Regions from separate parts of the Sus scrofa genome. Here regions 2 and 3 are each linked to region 1. The links are chromatin contacts, called in public HiChIP or PLAC-seq and promoter capture Hi-C maps. All regions are on one chromosome and are shown on one strand. Each heading gives the region's core, a stretch centred on a gene start, on an enhancer-like site or on the middle of the called end of the contact. The rest is flanking DNA. Distances are from core to core; before and after follow the strand shown. Region 1 holds the start of GGCT (gamma-glutamylcyclotransferase). Region 2 has its middle 69 kb from the start of NOD1. Region 3 overlaps NOD1 (nucleotide binding oligomerization domain containing 1).

Evidence for each region. Promoter capture Hi-C pulls out the DNA fragments that hold promoters and counts their contacts. HiChIP or PLAC-seq counts read pairs in DNA pulled down with a chosen protein or histone mark.
Region 2: a contact with region 1 is called in an H3K27ac HiChIP or PLAC-seq map of alveolar macrophages. The contact joins the enhancer-like site here to the promoter of GGCT in region 1. A contact is called at or near these places in 1 of 5 promoter capture datasets (fetal liver), 13 of 47 Hi-C or Micro-C datasets (alveolar macrophages, brain, embryonic fibroblasts and 9 more) and 2 of 2 datasets of contacts at active chromatin or transcription factors (alveolar macrophages and skeletal muscle).
Region 3: a contact with region 1 is called in a promoter capture Hi-C map of liver, with 6 times the contacts expected there. The contact joins the enhancer-like site here to the promoter of GGCT in region 1. A contact is called at or near these places in 2 of 5 promoter capture datasets (fetal skeletal muscle and liver), 10 of 47 Hi-C or Micro-C datasets (embryonic fibroblasts, fibroblasts, heart right ventricle and 5 more) and 2 of 2 datasets of contacts at active chromatin or transcription factors (alveolar macrophages and skeletal muscle).

What each region holds. Positions count from the first base shown.
Region 1 is chr18:42,407,986-42,412,873 of Sscrofa11.1, forward strand. It overlaps GGCT (gamma-glutamylcyclotransferase), which reads left to right and starts at 2,749. Exons shown (of 3, transcript XM_003361377.3): 1 at 2,749-3,146. The coding sequence starts at 3,006.
Region 2 is chr18:42,531,490-42,536,377 of Sscrofa11.1, forward strand. No RefSeq gene overlaps it. Among named protein-coding and RNA genes, the nearest start is that of NOD1, 69 kb to the left of the region's middle. Within about 2 kb of position 2,227, at least 3 of the 83 cell types and tissues checked have an H3K27ac peak or open chromatin away from gene starts, as enhancers often do. A contact at or near this core is called in alveolar macrophages, where this site is marked.
Region 3 is chr18:42,495,169-42,500,056 of Sscrofa11.1, forward strand. It overlaps NOD1 (nucleotide binding oligomerization domain containing 1), which reads left to right. Exons shown (of 14, transcript NM_001114277.1): 13 at 1,123-1,206. Among named protein-coding and RNA genes, the nearest start is that of NOD1, 33 kb to the left of the region's middle. Within about 2 kb of position 2,168, at least 9 of the 83 cell types and tissues checked have an H3K27ac peak or open chromatin away from gene starts, as enhancers often do. A contact at or near this core is called in alveolar macrophages and liver, where this site is marked.

The DNA of each region.
Region 1 (4,888 bases), core at 1,499-3,998:
GTTTAGGGGGCAGAAGAGGGTGTGAACCTTCTTATTTGCAGATTATATAACAACGCAATTATTGCTTGTTGAGTGTTCATTACGTCAAGCACTTTACATATATCACCTTTTTTCTTTTTTGACTTTTTAGCATGAAAATGTTCAAATATATAGAAAAAAGAGAATAAGCATCCATATAGTTTAACATTTAACACTTTCCATAGTTTGATTTATTGAATAATTAAAAAATGTAGATAGAAAACATTTTACTCCTAAATATGCCAATATGTGCATTTATTTTTCTACATAAGCACAATGCCATTATCATCCCTAAAAGAAAAACAATTGTCTAATATCATCTAATGCCCTAGTCTGTATTCAAATTTCTCCAATTGTCCACAAAAATCCCTTTTGTATCTGGTTTATTAAACCAGAACCAAGGACAAGCCATTGTATTGGCAGTTATGTTTCTTAGGTTTCTTTTAATCTAAAACAGCCCTCCCTCAATACTTTTCTTCTTCTTCTTTTTTTTTTTTATAACACTGAGTTAATTTGAGACTGAGCCATTTGTTTTACAGTCTGTCTCACCATTTGTTCTGGATTTTTCTGATGGTTTCCTTCTATCCTTGTAGTTCCTGCTCGATTATACTGAGGTTAAAGATTTTTGGAAACAATATTTCACAAATAATGCTGGTGCTTCATATTATATCACATCAGGAGACACACAATGTCAGGTTGGTCCAATTTTAGTGATGATAAAATCAACTGAGGTTAGGGTGGGAGGGGCCAGATTTCTCCATAGTCATTATGGTTTTTCCCCTGATTACTGGCAAGTAATCCCTGGGGTGGGAGTGAGGGTCATTTGGCTCTATCTGAATGTCTGGTTCCCTGGCACACTTTTACCAGTTGGTTTCATTGATGATCCCAGCATGAACCAATAATTTCATTAGGGACTGCAAAGTGGTGAATTTCTAATTCCATCATTCATTTTACATTATTTAGCTGGCATACTTCTGTAAAGAGAACTCTTTGCTCATCAACGGGGGACAGTTGGTTACCCTGAAATACACCTGCAACTAGAAAAACAGAATAAATGTTTTCTTAAATTACCACTTTTCAGAGGAAAGAGTTGGTGTAATAGTTATACCAGTACTATGAAGGAGGTTTTTTTTTTTTTTGAGCTGCTGTTTTTTTTTAGATTTGGTTTACTCTTCGGGAGAAATGACCTTTATATGTTTGACATTGTTAACCAATTGCAATTCTTATTTTTGATGCTTAAAATTGTTCTAACTTTGGCCAGGGGGCATTGTTCCAAGCTGGCTTCCATCTCCTAAAGGACCTCATTTTTGTTGTTGTTGTTTGTATATTTAGGGCCGCACTTGGGGCATATGGAGGAGCAATCGGAGCTGTAGCTGCCAGCCTTCCCCAGAGCCACAGCAATGCCAGATCCGAGCCGCGTCTGTGACCTACACCACAGCTCACGGCAATGCCAGATACTCAACCCACTGAGCAAGGCCAGGAATGGAACCCACAACCTCATGGTTCCTAGTTGGATTCGTTTCCGCTGTGCCACGACGGGACCTCCATGACCTCATTTTTTAATACCTCCTGACTTTCCTTTACAAGATGTTCCAAGTGTTTCTATTATTTCCCAGCTCTTGACCTGGCATCAGCCATTTCTCCAAGGGCCCTGGGTACCTTTTAGTGGGAAGTAGTATTTAGAGATCAAAGTCTGGGTGCCAAGGATAGTTAATGCTTCTAGGCCCTGAGTTCATATTAATATTTCCATCTCAAAGTTAACAATACAGGCTTTTAATGTCATTGTTATTAATTTCTATATTTTTACACTGGAGCTTTTGCACCTAGTAACATTAACAAAAGTACTCAAAAATATTTATAACAGCCCATATACGATCCCATATGAGACATGGGATCATACTTTATGTTATATAACTTGTGATTATAACATGATCTTTCTTTTAAAAGGAGGAAATGGGGGAGTTCCTATCGTGGCGCAGTGGTTAACGAATCCGACTAGGACCCATGAGCTTGTGGGTTCCATCCCTGGACTTGCTCAGTGGGTTAACCATCCAGCGTTGCCGTGAGCTGTGGTGTAGGTTGCAGAACACCTAGCCTGGGAACTCCATATGCCGCGGGAGGGGCCCTAGAAAAGGCAAAAAAAAAAAAAAAAAAAAAAAAAAAAAAAAATTAAATAAATAATAATAATAATAATGATAAAATAAAATAAAAGGAGGAACCGGGGACTTGAGATGTGTCTGAGGTTACATGTCCAACAAACAGCAGCTCCAGGATTTGAAGCTGGCATGCTGGTTCCATCAAAGAAGGGAGCCCCTGACACTCAGAGGAGATTTTCCAGGAAGCCTGAGGTCCTCAGAAAAAGTATCAGGGAGAGGATAAGGCCTGGGGGTGCAAGAACCAGCGTCTGCGGTGAACACGCCGGTCCTGACTCCTCCAAACCTGGAGGGCGGGATAGAAGCAAACTGCAGAGTGAAGGACCTGCGTTTGCCAGAGCCGGCGTTTAGTTTCACATCTGTCGAAAACCACACTAGGACAGCCGAACACTGAGAAAACCTGGCTGGGACCCGCGCGCCACGCCCCCGCAAACGGAGCTCACAGGACCTGACCCGCCCCCGCGTAGTGCCCGCCCACTTGCCAATCAGAGAGGGAGCCTTGAGCACGGGGGCGGGACAACAGGGGAGGGTATCGGGTGAAGAATCAGCTCCGGCTAGTCTCAGCGCAGAACCTTACAGAATCCCCTCGAGAGCGTAGAGGAGGCGGGCTAGCCAATCAGAGGGATCGGCTCACAGCGTTGCGTATTGGAAGCCAATCAGAAGGGTGCTCTCAGGCGACTTGCCCGACCCCCGCTTCCCGCCTTTCCCTTAACCTCTGGCTGCGGCGAGCCGGCGCGGTCCTTGGACTGGGGTCATCGGCCACCGAGCTGTGCTCGTAGTTCTCTCCACACATTCCCGCTGCCGACCCAGGTCCGTGCAGGCGTCTGGTGGGACATGGCAAACTCCGGCGGCGAGGACCGCGGAGGCCAGGAAGAGGAGAGTTTTCTCTACTTCGCCTATGGCAGCAATCTGCTGATGGAGCGGATTCACCTCCGAAACCCCTCCGCCGAGTTCTATTGTGTGGCCCGTTTGCAGGTCAGTCAGTGCTTCCTGCCCAGCCCCTGCAACGTCCTGTGCCCCTCTGCAGTCGAGGGAGCCAAAATTTGAGCAGATGCTCTCTCAAGGCCTCCTAGGAATGCAGGCCTAGGCCAGGAATGCTGCTCTTCTTGCTAAGAGCACCTTGCTCCCTGCACAACCCAGGCCGGCCCCCCCTCGCCTTCGGCCCTATGGCCCTATGCTTGACCCTGCTGAGCTCTGCTACTCTGCACCTGCGCCTCCTAGCCTGCCCTGAGCTCCTGCTCCTGTTATTCCCACTAGTTGCTAGTTCTCCCCAGATCCCGCCTCCTCTCTCTTGGCCACTGACCTGGCATCATCACCAAATCCATTTGGTTGGTCCTTCTAAGAAGCCTTCTCTGACTCAGGTCAGGGAATCTCTTGTTTTCTGTTCTTTACCTGCCTTTGCTCCAGGACTTGTCACCTGGTTTTGTAAAAATCCACTTGCCTGCTCCCGGTCTGAGAAGTTCTGAAAGCTGGAGCAGCGTCTTATTCGTAGTAAGGGCTGTGCTCAGTTAAGTCACGTGGTTGGGTGAGCCTTGGTAAGAATCAGTGCTATCAGCACAGTCCATCCATTCACTTAGTGTTTATTCTCCCAGCACTTACCTGGAGATAGGAAGGTGATTAAGTAAAGTTGGCTGCTTTCAGGACCTTCCAGTCTATAGGAGAGACATGCAAACAAATTGCCTACAAAGCCTTTTGACATTGTCGAGTGGGATAAATATGGCCTCTGCTATGGTTGTCAGGGTTCTTAGCTGGAAGGAACAGAGTGGCTGATTTAAGCAGAAAAAGCATATGTTGTAAGGCCGTTGTACAGCTCACAGAATGACCAGGAAGATAGGATCACAAAGCTGACAAAATAGGCAGGCATAAAGCGAGCCTGTAATAGAGCCAGTATCACAGACAGAACCAGCCCAGAAGGCCACTGTTGTGTGGCCGCTGACCTTGGTAGCCATGGACACTGCGTCTTCCATCACTTGCTTGGGACCCTGTCTGCCACTGTCACTACACCTCACAGTTCCTGAAACCACCAGAGTGAAGTTACTGCTGTCCAGGTCGCCAGCTTCACACTCAAAGCCCTAGGTGGGCGTCCTGATTGGCTAAGTCTTGGCCCTGACTTCCAGCAAAGCTGGAAGAACCAACTTCTGGCTTTTGAAACTTCAAAAATGGGAGTCAGGCTCTGGCATTCTCTAACCCCCAAACTTATAAGGTAGGAAGTTCCCCAAATGCAGAAAAAGAAGTTCAGATGTTTATCATAGGGGCGGGGCAAAGAGCTAGCAAGCAAGTGATCATTCAGTGACAGGTACGGTCAGCCTTAAAAGGAGACCTGCTGTATCTTCCTCTCCATTTTGCCCTGAACCTAAAACTGCTCTAAAAAAGTGAAGTCATTTTTTTTTCTTTCTTTCTTTCTTTTTTTTTAAGAGGGCATACATATGGGAGCATATGACTTGGGGACGGGACTGCTCAGTAAAGCTGTTCCTGAAAACGACCTTTGAGCTGAGACCTGAATGATTGCGGAGGGGATAGCAAACAGAAGGAAGAGCAGGTGCCCTAGACCTCAGGAAAGAGACACCTGCATCTTCTGGCTCGTGTGGCTGGAATTTAGTATGTGAGGAGGCTGTAGCATGAAGACTAGAGCGGTTGGGAGGGCCACATGGTACAGGACCCCAGAGGCCAAAGAAGACTTGGGTCTTTATCTTGAGAGCAGTGGGACAATCTCGGCG
Region 2 (4,888 bases), core at 977-3,476, 120 kb after region 1:
GACCACTAGCATGGGAATCTCCATATGCAGTGGGTGCAGTCCTAAAAAGACAAAAAGGCATAAATAAATAAATAAAAATAAAATTAGGGCTTTCTTTCTGTAAAATGACTCAACTTATTCTGTGCCCAGATAGAAAAGCTTATTCTTAAAAATAAAAATCCTGGAGTTTCCTTTGTGGCTCAGTGGTTAACGAATCCGAGTAGGGTCCAGGAAGATGCGGGTTTGATCCCTGGTCTCGCTCAGTGAGTTAAGGATCTGGCATTGCTGTGAGCTGAGGGGTAGGTAGCAGATGTGGCTCGGATCCTGCGTCTCTGTGGCTGTGACACAGGCTGGTAGCTAGAGCTCTGATTCGACCCCTAATCTGGGAACTTCCATATGCTGTAAATGTGGCTCTAAAAAGCAAAAAAAAAAAAAAAAAAAAAAAACTAAAAATAAATAAAGAATTGTGGAATCTATATATTTTGGCATAAACTTGAATTACTTTCACAGAAATTTCCTTTTTTTTGAAAAAAATTAAGTTTCTTATAATCATCACTACTTAATGCTGCTGTTTTTACCTTATCAACTTATAAACTTTTTTTTTTTTTTTTTTTTTTTTTTGTCCTTTTTACGGCCGCCCCCGCGGCATATGGAGGTTCCCAAGCGAGGGGTCGAATCGGAGCTGCAGCCCCCGGCCTACACCACAGCCACAGCAACAACGCCGGATCCTTAACCCCCTGAGCGAGGCGAGGGATGGAACCCGCAACCTCATGGTTCCTAGTCGGATTCGTTTCCACTGAGCCTCGACGGGCACTCCTCCAGTACTTTTTTTTTTTTTTTGTCTTTTTGCCATTTCTTGGGCCGCTCCCACGGCATATGGAGGGTCCCAGGCTAGGGGTCGAATCGGAGTTGTAGCCGCCAAGCCTACGCAGGGGCCACAGCAACGCCGGATCCGAGCCGCGTCTGCAACCTACACCACAGCTCACGGCAACGCCGGATCATTAACCCACTGAGCAAGGGCAGGGATCGAACCCACAACCTCATGGTTCCTAGTTGGATTCGTTAGCCACTGCGCCAAGATGGCAACTCCTAAACATTTTTTTTTTTTTTTTTTTTTGGTCTCTTTGCCATTTCTTGGGCCTCTCCCACGGCATATGGAGGTCCCCAGGCTAGGGGTTCAATCGGAGCTATAGTCGCCGGCCTACACCAGAGCCACAGCAATGCGGGATCTGAGCCGCGTCTGCAACCTACACCACAGCTCACGGCAACACTGGATCTTTAACCCACTGAGCAAGGCCAGGGATTGAACCCACAACCTCATGGTTCCCAGTTGGGTTCCTTAACCACTGAGCCACAATGGGAACTCCCTTACAAACATTTCTTGCAGGTAGATTCTTCTCACTATGTTTTGTGTTTCTATTTTGTTTCCTTGTCAGCTCTTCTTTATTTTTGCCCTTCCCAATTTGAGAATAAAACTTCCAATGTGCCTTTCTTTTTTTTTTTTTTGGTATCCTGCAATGGCTACAAGGTAATCTGTGATTTGCTTCTTCACCTTATAAAAGGAGGAAAAATAGAAACAAATGAACCTATTTGACATGTGAATTTTAACAAACTTAAAACTGTTTTGAGAGCTCTTTTTGAATTTTCAAAACTTAGGCTAAAAGAACAAAAACTAGAGATCCTGTCATGGCGCCACAGAAATGAACCCCACTAGGAACCATGAAGTTGCAGGTTTGATCCCTGGCCTCCATTGGTGGGTTAAGGATCCAGTGTTGCTGTGAGCTACAGTGTGGGTCACAGACGTGGCTTGGATCCTGCCCTGTATGGCTGTGGTGTGGGCTGACAGCTGCAGCTCCGATTCGACCCCTAGCCTGAGAACATCATATGTGGCAAGCACAGCCTTAAAATGCAAAAAAAAAAAAAAAAAAAAAGGAAAGAAAAAAAAAAAACCTGACAAAACGTAGGAGAAATTTGAAAAAGTGTTACCTACTATAGGAAAAACTACCTTTGAGTCTGACGAAACAGACCTTTCCAGGAGCTCTTGAGTGTCAGAAGTCCTCTGGGCAGATGATGTTCAGGTGAAGGCTGGAACCGAAAGCCCTCGTGCCGCAGAGGTGATGACAAGCAGAGTGAATTAGGCAAAATTAGTTTCCTGACAGCTTGGATTTTCTTCTTCCTTCTTTCCTGCTAATTTTGTTAGCGGACTCTGGTGCCCCCTAGCCAGTACCTAAGGCTGCACAGAATGTTTCCACAATCCTCACTGTTGTATTTTCACTTCCACCTTCTCTGTAAGAAAAGGCAAAACCCCTCATGGTGGTGTTTTATGGTTTGTTTTCTTTTCCCAGTCAGTTACTTCTCTAAATCTAATTGACTGCTAGATTATTTTCATTCCCAACCTGACCTCCCTGGTAAAAACTTAAAGTGACAGCTGTTACACAATTTATATACTTCAGGTGGCAGGTCTCTTAGCATATTTGAATTTTCCTCCCATTTATTAACCCCAACTCTTGGGTCTTAACAAAAATTGGAATCTGACCTCAAGCCAACAAAATTCGTTTGCTGAGATCATTCTAGTACAGACATCACAGGTTCATTAGGAGTGGGAACAGGGGCTATCCATGTGGCAATGGCCAGTCTGTTGTCTTCAGAGACTCTTCAGCCGGATTTGGAAGCATTCTTTGCCTTCACTCAGGGAATCTGCCAGCCTCAAGGGACAAGCAGTTGGTTCAAGTCTAATGTGATAAATGTTATTTATATTCCCAATACAGTCTAACCCCCATCGTTGTTTTCAACCAATGTATCAGTGTGTGAGATACTGCTACAGCAGAGCACAGAGGAAATTGTGCAGCACTCTATATCAACTCAGAAAATAAAAGAGGAAGGAACACTTTGCAACACTTCCATTACCCTGATACCAAAATCAAAGCTACTGCAGGAAAAGAAAACTATAGACTAATAACCCTCTTGGACATAGATGCAAAAAAGAAAAAAAAAAATCCTTAACTACTATGAGCAAATTGAATCCAGAAATATATGAAAGTTTGGTTCAACATTCAAAAAATCAGTGAAATCTACCATGTCAGCAAATAAAAGAGAAAAAAACCCTTACAATCATTTCAATAGACAGAGAAAAAGCATTTGACAAAATTCAATATCCATTCATGATAAACTGTCTTAGGAAAAAGGAACACAAGGAGCATTCTCGATTTTATAAAGGGCCATCTACACAAAAGTCTACAGTTAACAAACCTGAATAGTGAGACTGAAGGCTTTCCCTGTAAGTTCAAGAACAAGTGAGGTTCTCTGCCTTTGGCACTTCCACTTACCTCATCCTGGAGAGCCCAGGCAGCGTAATAAGAGGCAAGGAAGCGGGGGAGAGGGACTAGAGAAACAAAAATGCTTTGGGGAACAAAAGAATAAAGTGGGAGATCTCAAACTACCTCATTTCAAGACTTACTACAAAGCACAAAGCTACAGTAATCAAGACAATATAGCACTGGGGAAGGAAAGAAATAGAGGCAGAATAGACAATCCAGAAATGAACTCACACATATACGGATAACTGATTTTTTTTGGCCATGCCTGAGGCATGCAGAAGCTCCTGGGCCAGGGGTCCAACCCAAGCCACAGCAGTAACAACACCCAAGCCTTAACCTCTAGGCCACCAGGGAATTCCTGATTTTCGACACAATATAATCTGAGTAAGAACAGTCTTTTTAACAAGTGGTGCTAGAATAATTAGGCATTTGTATGCAAAAAAGATAAAACATGGAGTTTCCTGGTGGCTCAGTGGGTTAAAGATCCAGGGTTGTCACTGCTGTGGCTCAGGTTGCTGCTGTGGCATGGGTTCTTTCCCGGGCCCAGGAATTTCCACATGCCATAGGTGTAGCCAAAAAAAAAAAAAAAAAAAAAAAAAAAGACAAAAAAAGAGATTCAATTCATGCTTCATACCATATTTTAAAAAATTAGAACTTGATAATAGACTGAATATCACACCTAAATCTTCTAGAACATGAGTCAGCAAACTAAGGCTCATGAGCCAAATTTGTCAAATATGTGATATGGAAAAAGAGGAAAGCAGAGTAATGAAAATAGGAAATGTGAGGGAAGATCCAAGGGCTGATAAGTTATTCCTTTTTTGGACTGTACTGTGTGGTTAAGAAAGGTCTCTCTGATAAGGCAACAGTTCAGCCAAAGCCGAGGGGGAAAAGTGAAAAAGGATGCCCATAGAGACCTGAAGGAAGTATTGCAGGCAGAAGGAAGAGCAGGTGCAAAGGCCCTGGTGCAGGGGCTCACCTGCTGAATCCCAGGGACATCAAATGACCAGTGTGGCCTCAAGGGAACAAGAGGCAAGTGGGGGGGTCAGGTGGACAACTTGGGGAGAAAGAGCCACTGGAATGCACACACACCAGATGCTGTGCCGTCTTTTAGGTTATGGTAGACTTTGGCTGTGGCTTTGAGTAAAATAGGATCCATGGAGGATTTTCAGCAGGGAAGTAACATGATCCGATAATATATAATGGTATCCCATGAATATACAGGCACAGAAGAGCCTAGAATGACACACTAACCCACTAAGGGGGGAAGAATCCCTGGGGAGAAAGGGAAAGGAAAAACACGATGTTTTCTCTTTCGTGCTCTACTTGTATCTGTGAAAATTTCTCCAATCAATGTCCATTACTGGCTGAAAAAATTTAATTGTAAAATATCTAAAGGATGAATTATTAGAACCATCAACTAAAATTAATTTTTCTTTTCTTTGCTCAAGACAGTTATACAGTATATACACTGCCCATTTCAGCTCCTATGATAATAAGCAAAACTGAATATTAACTGAGCAGTATGTACCTGGCTAACAAACGTCCAGAATGAGCCACTGACATTCAGGAAGTGCTTAAAGAGAAAAGGG
Region 3 (4,888 bases), core at 918-3,417, 87 kb after region 1:
TGACCCTTTATCCTGCTGGTAGGACTGCCTTCTTGGATCAGAGGCTAGAATTTCTAAGGGTCAAGTTCAGCAGCAGCTTTAATTCTACACATAGCAGGGGCTGAGGAGTGAGCCTGTGATGAAGCTTAGACACATCGATGCCTTGTGCTGCAGGTGTTTCCTGGGTGAGTTGGAAGCATAGCTTCCCAGGAGAGCGTTTCAGGAGTTGCCCCAACTTCCCAGCTCTATCTGCAACCTTTGCTTCCTTGGGATGACTGCTTCCCAGCAGAATGGGGTGCTTTTCACTGGGACCCACGAGTAGCAGCCGACCTGTTTCTCCTCCCTCCCTCTCGAATGGTGGAGAGGACATGGGACCATCTTGGAAACCTGTGTTTCCCCCAAAGAAGAGAATGGCCAGCTCTTTAAATACTATTTAACTTTAAACATTGCCTTGCCCCCCACCCCCCCCAAAAAAGGAGTTCCCATTGTGGCTCAGCTGTAATGCACCCGATTAGTATTCGTGAGGACTCTGGTTTGATCCCTGGCCCCACTCACTGGGTTAAGGATCTGGTGTTGCCGTGAGCTGTGGTGTAGGTCACAGATGTGACTCCAATCTGGTGTTGCTGTGGCTGTGGTGTAGGCCAGCAGCTGTAGCTCTGATCTGAGCCCCTAGCCTGGGAACTTGGAGCTTCCATTTGCCGCAGGTGTGGCCCTAAAAAAGCAAAAACAAAACAAACTGCCTTTCTTTAGCCACCTGGAAGTGGACATCAGACTGCCTGTTCCCCAGATGAACCGAGTTTTTGTTCAGACTGGTGGTCTCCAAACCATTTCGATTGGGTCCGCGATGAAAAACATCAAGCACACACACGTGTGTGTGTGTTCATGTATTAAACTACCTGCATGTGAATGTATAGATACCTTATACTCAGTCCCAAATAGACAGGAAAATTAATCATTGTAACGTATGACCTTGATTCTCATGGGCCTGATCTAGATAAGCCTGGCCAGATTAAAGGTCGCACGGACTCGGTTCTTCCTCTGCCCCGTCTGTCCTGTAGCCCATCACACCCTTCCGACCTCGGAGCGAAGCAGGAGGATTTAATCCAGTATTATTTTCATACAAGAGATATGTTCTTCTTTCAGGCTTATCCAGAACCAGATCACAGCCAGAGGGACTGCCCGGCTGGCGAATGCCTTACAGAACAACACTGGCATAATGGAGATTTGGTAAGACCGACGCACTGCTTGTTGCAATAATTCTATTAACGACGACGGGTGACTCAGCACCACGGGCTGTATGCCACACACACTGGGGGGCAGTCTCGCTTTACTTCTCATCTTCTCAACCCTCTGTGAAGGAGGTAGTATCATCTCTGTTTCGCAGATGTGGAAACTGAGGCCCAGACCAAGGTCACACCGAAGAGGAGAGGCTGGAATTCAGCCCACACTCTGCCTCCATAGTGGGGGCTCCCCTCCCCAGCCCTGCATCCTGCCTGCAGTCCTGGGCTGCTTGGGGGCAAATGGACCGGGAGAGGGCATCCCCCTGAAAGTGAATCTCTCTGAGATCCAAACATGCCTGTTGGCCGTGTTGGCCCAGAGTTTGAAGCTCCTTCTTTGCTTCTCTGGGCTTCCAGGCTGGATTTGGGCAGAGGGTGGTCTTTTCTGACTTCCGGTTTCTGCTCTGAGGACTCGCTTTTGCTGGCAGAGGAAAGCAGGCCATCGGCCTGACTGCAGAGTCGAGCCTCAGTCCATTTCTTGCACCTCCCACAGGACACATACGGCCCCGAGGTGGGACTGGGCTCGTCGTATAAGCGGTGGCCGGACAGCCCATCAGCAACAGTTAAGTGCTAGGGAAACAGCAGTTAACTGGACAGAAAGGGCCCTGATTGCTTCTGAGTACTGGTATAACTGAGCTGAGAACAGGGGGCTCCATGTCCCTGAACCTAGACCCTCAAGCACTCTGGTATTTGCTGTCTAACCTGGGCCTGGCCTGAGACAGCCCAGCACAGGGTGAGGCTCAGACCTGCGTGGAGAACCTGCCAGGGATGGGGCTGGGTTCCCCTTGGGGACAGAGACCACAGGAGTTCCTGCTTCCACCGTGGTCCCTGAGGTCTCCAGAACAGCCTCACGGTGAGCCAAACCTTTAGCTCAGGGAGTAGTTACTCGTTAACGCCAGTACTTAAATTCTTTACGACTGGGGAGAATTTCACAGCCAAAACAAATAAATCAAGGTCCAGCTAGCTCCCTGACCTCAGCTCCTAGAGCAGTGGTTTTTAAGCTTGAGTTCCCATTGTGGCTCAGGGGTAATGAAGCTGACTAGCGTCCATGAGGATGTGGCTTCAATCCCTGGCCTCACTCAGTGGGTCAGAGGATCTGGCATTGCCGTGAGCTGTGGTGTAGGTCTCAGATGAGGCTCGGATCTGGTGTTGCTGTGGCTGTGGCATAGGTCAGCCCCCTCAGCTCCTCGGAGTCAGCCCCTAGCCTGGGAACTTTCATTTGCCGTGGGTGTGGCCCTAAAAAACAAACAAAAACCTTTGCTTTGGAACTTGTTAGTGAAGCATCAGATCAGTTTGGTGGGTTGCAACCAGCACTATTTAAAAAATGAAATGGGGCAGATGAATGCTCTATGCATAGTATGATATTATTTCATAATCTTGTTTCAGATGTGGGTATGTGCATATGCACAGAGGCTGCTTCACAATGTAAAATGCTGTTCTTATTTGGGGTCACAGTCAAACACTGTCCCAGAGAGGAGAGCCCAGCTCCAGCCAGCTCAGTGGAGGGGCTGGAGTGGGTGCACCTGCAAAGCTGAGCCTGCTTCTCAGCCTGGAAGGCCCTGGAGAGCCAACGGGGTTTTAGTTTGCATTCATCTCCAGCCACCCTCAGCCTGCGATCCCTCCCCTGGAACCGCCCTGTTTCCTGATGCCTCTGTCTTTCACGGGCAGCAGGCAGAGGGGGAGAAGAGGGAGACAGGCCAGGCTGCAGAACAGCTTTGGACCCCAGCTGACTTTGTTCTCAGCGGCTGGTTAGAATGGTTGTGAGGATAGGCAGCTGCTTGAATTCTGTCCAGCTTGAAAATGGGCCTTGCTCCCTCCCCGCCTCCAAGGCCCACTGTTCCCACGCAAGGAACTGTTCTTGGAGGACCAGATGTCTAGCTTCAAGGCAGGCTGTGCAGAGGCTGAAGGAGGTGCAGGTGTGTCAGGAGGAGTCAGAGAAGAGGGCAAGACCGAGGGCTCGGGGCCTGGCCCAGGAGCATCTCCACTTCAGTCCCTGGCTCGTCGCAGGTATGTGACTCCATGGGACCAGGGCTGGGGATGAGGGAGCATCTCTGTCTGGAGCCACCACTGGCACAGATGACCTTGAACCATCTCCCCGGACTCATCATCGGTCCTGCCATTTTCCTGCCTCATCCCTGTCCAAAAAGAACTTGAAGTTAGAAGACCCGCAGTGAGTTCTGCCTTCAAAGACAGAAATGGAAGCGTTCAATGACCTGACATTGCAATTGATAGCATTTACTACACTCCATGGTAATGGCTGTCTGGGAGCTCCTTGACGGTCGGGCCTGTGTCATGGTCACTGCTGAGTCCCCATGACTCGGCACTGAGCTTCAGTGCTTCATTTGTGAGACAACAAAGTGCTTGGGTGCCAGGCGGTGTGTTGGCACCAAGAATCCAGTGGGAACAGCGTGGACCTGTTCTCACAGGTTTATCATCTAGTGAGGGAGATAAACAGTCAAGGAAAACATTATTCAAGTAGTTATTTAATTCCAGTCATGACGCGTGCTGGAAAGGGGGACGCTTTTTCATCTAGGTTGCCCATCTCCACTTCACTTGGTTGTTCTGGGGATTTGTCTTGTTCTTTCGCCTGGAGCATGTGTGTCTGCCGTTGCATTGGGTCTGGCGTTCTGTGTTTGCGGTCTCCTTTCTGCAGGCTGCAGGGGTGTGGCCCCCTTGCTTCTGGTGTCTGCCCCCTGGTGGATGAAGTGGATCCCGGGGCTCCTGTAGGCTTCATGGTGGGAGGGATGGTGCTGGCCCACTGGTGGGTGGAGCTGGGTCCTGTACCTCTGGTGGGCAGGGCCGTGTCAAGGGGTGTGATTAGAGGCGGCTGTGTGCCTAGGAGGACTTAAGGCAGCCTGTCTGCGCAGGGGTAGGGCAGTGTTCCCACCCTATTGGTTGCTGGGCCTGCGGATTCTCAGCCCTGGGGGCTCCTGGGTGGGGCCCGGATTTTCCAAAATGGCAGCCTCCAGGGGAGCTCATGCTGATGCCCTGGAGCCTCTGCCTCCAGTGTTCTGCTCCCACAGTGAGCCACAGCTGCCTGAGCCCTGCCTCCCTAGGAGCCCCTCCAAGACCTGCAGGGAGGTCTGGCCCAGATTCTCATGAAGTCCCCCCTTTAACCTGGCACCTAGTGCACATGGAAGCTTGCATGTGCCTTCCAAGAGGGGATTCTCTGTTTCCCCCAGTCCTGTGGGGCTCCTGCCCTCAAGTCCGGCTGGCCTTGTCAGGCTGGGGACCCCGACATGGGGTTCACGACGCTCACTCCTGGGGGACAGTCTCTGTGATACGGTTATTTTCCAGTGTATAGATTGCCAACCCACTGAGTATGGGATTGGCTTATATCATGAAAGCACCCCTCCTACCGTCTTGTTGTGGCTTTTTTGCCTTTAGGTGTATTCTTTTTTTTTTTTTTTTTTTTTTTTTTTTGTAGTTTCCAGTCTTTTTTGCTTATGGTTATTTAATAGTTGTGATTTTGGTGTTTTCATGAGAGGAGGTGAGCTCAAGTCCTACTCTGCCATCCTGTCTCTAATCCTAGAAAGGGGAAAGCAAAGAAAGGAACCTAGTATAGAAGAGGTCTCAGGAAAGGTCTCTCTAAGGAAGTGGCTTTTAAACTGAGTCAGGGAGGATGAATAGGA